Linked DNA regions of Salmo salar: region 2 is linked to region 1. The links are chromatin contacts, called in public Hi-C maps. All regions are on one chromosome and are shown on one strand. The core of a region is the stretch at or near the end of the contact, and the rest is flanking DNA. Distances in the headings are between cores, read along the strand shown.

Evidence for each region. A called contact is a pair of places that touch in the nucleus more often than the background predicts.
Region 2: a Hi-C map of muscle shows a contact between it and region 1, with 2.4 times the contacts expected there. The contact joins the promoter of LOC106576483 here to the enhancer-like site in region 1. A contact is called at or near these places in 2 of 3 Hi-C or Micro-C datasets (gill and muscle).

What each region holds. Positions count from the first base shown.
Region 1 is chrssa17:68,398,263-68,401,581 of Ssal_v3.1, forward strand. LOC106576483 (hepatocyte growth factor) reads right to left here. Exons shown (of 18, transcript XM_045700025.1): 18 at 2,056-3,319. Among protein-coding and RNA genes, the nearest start is that of LOC106576509, 9.6 kb to the left of the region's middle. Within about 2 kb of position 1,654, at least 1 of the 13 cell types and tissues checked has an H3K27ac peak or open chromatin away from gene starts, as enhancers often do. A contact at or near this core is called in muscle, where this site is marked.
Region 2 is chrssa17:68,438,082-68,441,400 of Ssal_v3.1, forward strand. It overlaps LOC106576483 (hepatocyte growth factor), which reads right to left and starts at 1,727. Exons shown (of 18, transcript XM_045700025.1): 1 at 1,235-1,727. The coding sequence starts at 1,298.

The sequences.
Region 1 (3,319 bases), core at 404-2,903:
CTGGGGCCCAGACTAAGGTTTCCTTGGGGGCCTAGACTACAGTATCCCTGGGGCCAAGACTACAGTATCCCTAGGGCCCAGACTAAGGTATCCCTGGGGGCCAAGACTACAGTATCCCTGGGGCCAAGACTACAGTATCCCTGGGGCCAAGACTATGGTATCCCTGGGTACCAAGTCTATTGTGTACCCTGGGGCCCAGACTACGGTATTCCTGGGGGCCCAGATTATGGTATGAATGTCTGTTGCTCCGACACAGTTGTTACATCAGTGATTCTGCTAATCAAGGTCCTAGTGAGCAGCTAATTGATAGAGTCAGGTGGGTTAAATTATCGTTGGAGCGAGAGTCTGAAGGAGGGTAGTTCTACAGGAGGAAGATTGGGCATCTCTGCCAAGAGACCGTTGTAGTTCTGTGAGGTTTTCCAGTGGCTCTTTATAAATTAATCTTTCATCGCTTACCCACACCCTCTCTGAAAATTAATTGAGGTTGAGCAGGCGAGGAGATGCCTGAGGAATGGCAGATAGACGAGCTGAGATAGAACCATTAGCTCAGAGAGCGATCCAAGTTCAGTTTTTAAGATGGCCTTCTCTTGTAGGCTTTGGAAGGGTGCATGCATACTTCAGCACGGTGACTGAGCAGGATCAACACATAAACACAACACAGGGTCTGAGCATAAACTCCATAGCATCACTTATATATTTCTGAGGTCACTGCAACAAGCTTTTAAATGCCATAAATCATCATGATTGTTTGATTAAGGTTATTGCAAGCGGATCCCATTGTGTTTACAATGTTGCTCTTGGGAATAGTCCAGCTCAAGGTTCACAAATTCCTTTTTCGAATGCTTTCCCAATAAGATTTTGCCATAGTTTTTTTTTCTCAGTAGTGGAAAAAGTACCCAATTGTCAAAGTAAAGATACCTTAATATAAAAAGACTCAAGTAAAAGTGAAAGTCACCCAGTAAAATGCTACTTGAGTAAAAGTCTAAAAGTATTTGGTTTTAAATATGCTTAAGTATCAAAAGTAAACATAATTGCTCAAATATACTTAAGTATAAGAAGTAAAAGTATAAATGATTTAAAATTCCTTATATTAAGCAAACCATTTTCTTGTATTTTTATTTATTTACAGATAGCCAGGGTCACACTCCAACATCATTTACGAACGAAGCATGTGTGTTTAGTGAGTCCGCCAGATCAGAGGTAGCAGGGATGACAAGGGATGTTCTCTTGATAAGTATGTGAATTTGACCATTTCTGTCCTGCTAGGCATTCAAAATGTAACAAGTACTTTTGGATGTCATTCATACGTAATCTGAAAATGTATGGCGTAAAAAGTATGTTATTTTCTTTAGGAATGTAGTGAAGTAAAAGTTGTCAAAAATATAAAGTACAGATAACCCAAAAAACAACTTTAGTAATTCAAAGTACTTTACACCACTGTGAATTTCCCAAACAGACAAATCTTTTAAGTAGATTTATTTTCCAGAAGCACCAGACGTGACCTAAGGACTGTTGGTCCGGCAAAAGAGGGGAGGAAAGCTATTTCACGTCCCGTTACGATGAGGCACAAAGCCTTGGGGTTGGTTTGTGACAAGCCACCGCGTATGAGGTCAGCGCTGACAGGTCTGCCATTTTCTCCTCAGCACCGAGGAGTCATGTATCAAATGAGAACCCCACATGATGGAGGAAGCATGCCATGGTGTCAAGTGTTGCCCAATTGCTGTCTAAGCGTCAACTGAACATCTAATGCTACCCAAACGTTATGTGAGCGTTAACCGAATGTTGCCGCTCATCCTCTGGTCAGGAACTGGGTCATGGTGGACAGTGGCCATCCAAAACCCATAGACTGAGGTCTTATTGATATGATTGACATGGGAAGTGGGAAAATAATACCCAGAGTAAGATCTTGACCCAGAGTATCTTGAATTGTGTTGAGAGAGTATGTGTTGCAGAAAACTGTATTGCTGCAAGAATCTTTGTCTGAGGGTTTACTTTAGGAGAGAGTGCTTGACAGACAGACAAGACAGACAGACATATGAAAAGAGTGAAACAAGCTGTAATTTACACTGTAAATGTAATATTAAAACGTGAATATAACATAATCATATAGTATATAATGTGAAGACCCAACCCTTTAAAAATAGCAGCTGTTATACAGTTTACAAGTTTATAAACAGAGTGACCCTATATAGTAAAAAAACGATGTAAATAAGACATTGGAAGTGGAAAAGTTTTTTGTTTTTTTTACACACACTACTTTACATCCTATTTACATAACAGTAAAATACACTCACAGCTCTCTGCGCCAATTCTATTGTACACTATTGATTCCTGTCCACCTAAAAAAAAAGGCACTGAACAGGTCAAATACCGTGACATAGTTTAACCTAACACACTGAATATTTTAGGATATAGAAATGGGTGAAATAAGTCTTCTTAGGGGCCCAGTTTGAAGAGATCATTAGTCATACATACACACCTGCTTTCTGTGATTATAAAAATGATGTCATGACTGGTTTTCAGCACTGAAAGAAAGCTATTACATTCCCCTATGTCATTACACTTACAGTATTGTCAGTATTGTTAAAAGACAAATGACTGACAAAGTGGTATGTTTTGGAACACAAGCCATACTTTTCATGTAATCCGTATAGCCATTCAGTGTACCTCCAGTAATAATAATGATTGACACTGAGTTTAAAACATGTATCAAATAAAAAGCCGCCATAATCTTCACCTCTTCTATTAGCGAGACATGTCGCTTTGTCGACGGCAATCGCTGGCGCCCTCTCACGAGGGCCAGATGTATACAAATAAATAAGACTGCACACTACGTTCTAATCCGTTTAAATATAAAAACAGAGAGTAGAGAGGAAGCAACTCAACTGACATCTGGTGTGAGTGAGCCAAGGAAAGGCCCAGATCTATAAGACCTATTAAATAACAGAGTGCCAGAAATACACTCAATAAGAAACTACTAAATGTGTACCCTGACCACATAACGCACACCACCAGGGGCTAGTGTAGAGTTCCCTCCAAAACTGGAGACATGTTAGCCAAACGTTAGCAGTTAGCCTACATGGCTAAGTAACTGTTAGCATTAGTTAGGGAACAGTTATTGAATAATCTTCCCAAAAACAACCACTTGGTGAATGGTGAGAGTTAGGACCTGTCTAGAAACAACCTTTTGCTCATAGCCCTACTCCCCAGGTACTGGTGTAGAGCAGTGTATACCAACTCCAGTCCTCAAGTATCCCCAACAGCACACATTTGTGTTGTAACCCTGGACAAACCTGATTCAACTTGAGGTGGGCTTGAT
Region 2 (3,319 bases), core at 477-2,976, 40 kb after region 1:
GCGCACACGCGGGATTCCCAATCTGACTATTCGGGCATGTGCACAACATCCACTGGGTTTAACCAGTGCAAATAAATTGACATTGACTGAGCTCAGGAATTAAACTTACATTAATTTGTCATTTTCCCTGAGCAGTTAGTTATAGGTCTATTTCGGTGTTTTCAGTCTAGCTTGATTAGATCAACATATCAGTTGCGTGGATAGCTGCACGAAATTATTTCAGTAGCTATGCATTTATCGTTCCAGGGACAGTAAAGAGCCTATTACATAAATGACAATGACCTATAAAAAATGTTAATGACAAAGCAGTTATATCGCCAGCAGACGCACTTCAAAAACGTGCCTGCAGCGCAGAGGGTCTAACTCTTTGATGTGTACTATAGCTACCTTTACGCAGATGGCCGCGCATAACGCATGCATTAGGCCTACATACATTAGGTATTAATGACAGTGAAAACATAAAGTAATTTCTCACTGACATGCACATTTTCTTACGAGTCAATTGAACCACTCGGCCCATTTCATTAATATAGCCTAACACTGATATAGGCAACTCTTTATTAAAGAAAATATTTGAAACCGATAATATCTGTTAAATTCAACATATGCCTCCTTTTTAAAGAAACTCTTTGAAACTGAGAATATCTGTTAAACTTTGACCAAAAATCAGTGTTGCACAAATTATCATCTCTACTAAGCAGCATCATCGTGTTACCTTAGCCTACATGCCAAAGAGCAAGGCGCATTCCCTGCCGCACCAGCCAGCTAATGCACACATAGGGTCAAACGAAAGACATGGCCACCTCGCCACATTCCAATTACTATATCAACCAGTATCAAATTCCTCCAAATAATTCAGACCGTTGATTACCACTGTGGATTTTGATAGATGTTGCAGCGTATCAATGTATCAACCACTAATTCAATAATGTTTGACGTTTAGACTACTAATACAAAAAAAACGTTTAGTCTTCATAACATATGCAATATTTCTGCGCAAAAGTAAAAGTCTGCAGGCCAGTTAAACGTAGGTTATAAATGATTGGTCTATGGAAGTGCTACATTTCAATCCATTTCACTTACAAGTCTTATGATCTGTGTGATATATTTGGAGAACTCGTTCCCTTTCATGCCTATGAAAATGATATAGCCTATACGCACAGCCACTAAACCGAATATCAATGACGGGCTATACATAGTTTACCGTTAGGTCATATTGCCTAGTAAGATTTACCTGAATTCACAGCGAGCACAGCACACAAGAAAAGTTTGTAAATCCAGATGATATCTGCCTTCATTTTTGATGGAGTAGAGTGTATTATCCTAATCCAAGGTTTACGGCGGGGATTGATTGAACGTCCTCTCCGCGTTATACCTGTTTATATGGTCCGATCTGGGGTTAACAGGAAGAGCCCACAGTGCAGCCAGCGATGCCCCCCTTTACTGGAAAGAAGCCGTCCTTGGTTCAACCCCCCAGTCCGCTTTATCAAACCGGTTCCCCTCCCCCAGTTGCGCGGCAATTAACCAGCACTTTAACCGCACTCTCGTCCCTTCTTCAGCCAGTTTCCACAGCCACACGCAAAGTGCGTTTGTCAACTTGTTTATCTTAAGCAGCTGGGGGTGATGCCAAACCGGATACTTGTAATTTCCCATGTAATAGACTGAGAGCTAATATGTAGAAGTTTATGCATTTTGGTTTCATATGGCACATTTGAATACAGCTGGACAGAACGCGTACGGGTCCAATGATTCAGCGGGACTGGGTTGATGATAAGATATGAAAAAATGTTTGAGAAGTAGGCTTGACACTCCCCTTTGTCCCACCCCCCCACACTTTTCCGACTTTTGGCTGAAGTTGCAGAAGAAACTGGGATGATTTGCACATGCATGTAGAAACTTTATTAAACCCGCTAATGACCTAAGTGCTGGCAAAATGCGCAAAAACTGCCTTGCACCTAAACGCATGGGGATTAGTCTAGGTAACTTCTGTGACCCATAACAAAGACAGTGCATTTTTTTATATTCCTGAACACATGGATTACGTTATCTTCCCCAAACTGAAATAGAGAATTAGTGGAATGAAAGTTCCATAAAGTAGTTGGCTATAGCTTATGTTAAATGAATGTACCCAGTCAGCAAAACTGGTTGAAATACGTACTTTCAAAGTATTTTTAACGACGAAACCTATTTTCAACGTTTTTTTAAAGTCTATGCTCATTGGGTAGGCTCATGAATGGTATAGATGAGTGATAATTCAAAAACGAGAGAAACAAAATTCAGCCTAGTGGAGAATATTGCAGCAAATGCCACAGATGCCACGAGACAAATATACCCTTATGCCATTTCATATATATATTTTATACATATTTTATAAATATGTCCAAGCGAAAGCAATATTTTAGACAAAATATGAGTGGGGAAAAATAATAATTTTGATTATTTGCTTACATTCTAAATCACAGCGTGTACTAGGATAATCATCAGAATGCCCCAACATACGAAAGAAACTGAACATAGTAAGGACTGAGAAGTTGAGAACGCAGGAATGTTGGAGGCAGGCCGCCTTTAACTTGGAACACTGCCCCAAAGCAATGGCTTGCCATCAGATTTCTGGGACAGTAATAAAATGCCATGCCAGTTATTTCAGTCCCAGACCCACATCATAACGACGTATAAAGAGCTGATAGACAGTAGCTTCAGGCTGCCTTTCGGGTTTCATGGCGGCATCCCATCGGGAGCGCTTTTGGGTGACAGTGACAGGATCTACAGTCCTACATTATGGCGTTTTGCTCTTGGTGGGGCGAGCGAGCGGGAGGGGGACAAACACAGCTGGAAACATACCATTTTAGGTACCAGCCAGCCGGGCTTTTTGTTTAACCAGTAAGTGTTCCTGAGTTTTGAACACGAAACAAACCCGTGGAGGGCGGCGCCATCTTTATTTGACAGGATATCCACACTTCGACCGTTAATGGGCAGCCGGTAAGAAAGAGCTCTAGAGAGAGAAAGAGCTCTAGAGAGCTCTAGAGAGAGAGAAGGAGAGAGGCAGTGGCAACCCCTCATTCAGGGCAAGTGGGGCAGAGCCCCACCTGTTTTTAGCCTGTTTTGCATGTTATTTTGGCATTAATATGTGTCACATATCAGTTTGCAAAGAATGTAAATATATATATATATCCCCCTGTATATATATATAAAGTAAAGTGTAAAAAAAAAGAAAAAAGTAACACAATAAAATAACAATATCGAGGCTATATACAGGGGGTACTGAGTCAATGTGCGGGGGACAGGTTAGTCAAGGTAATTTGTACATGTAGGTAGGGGT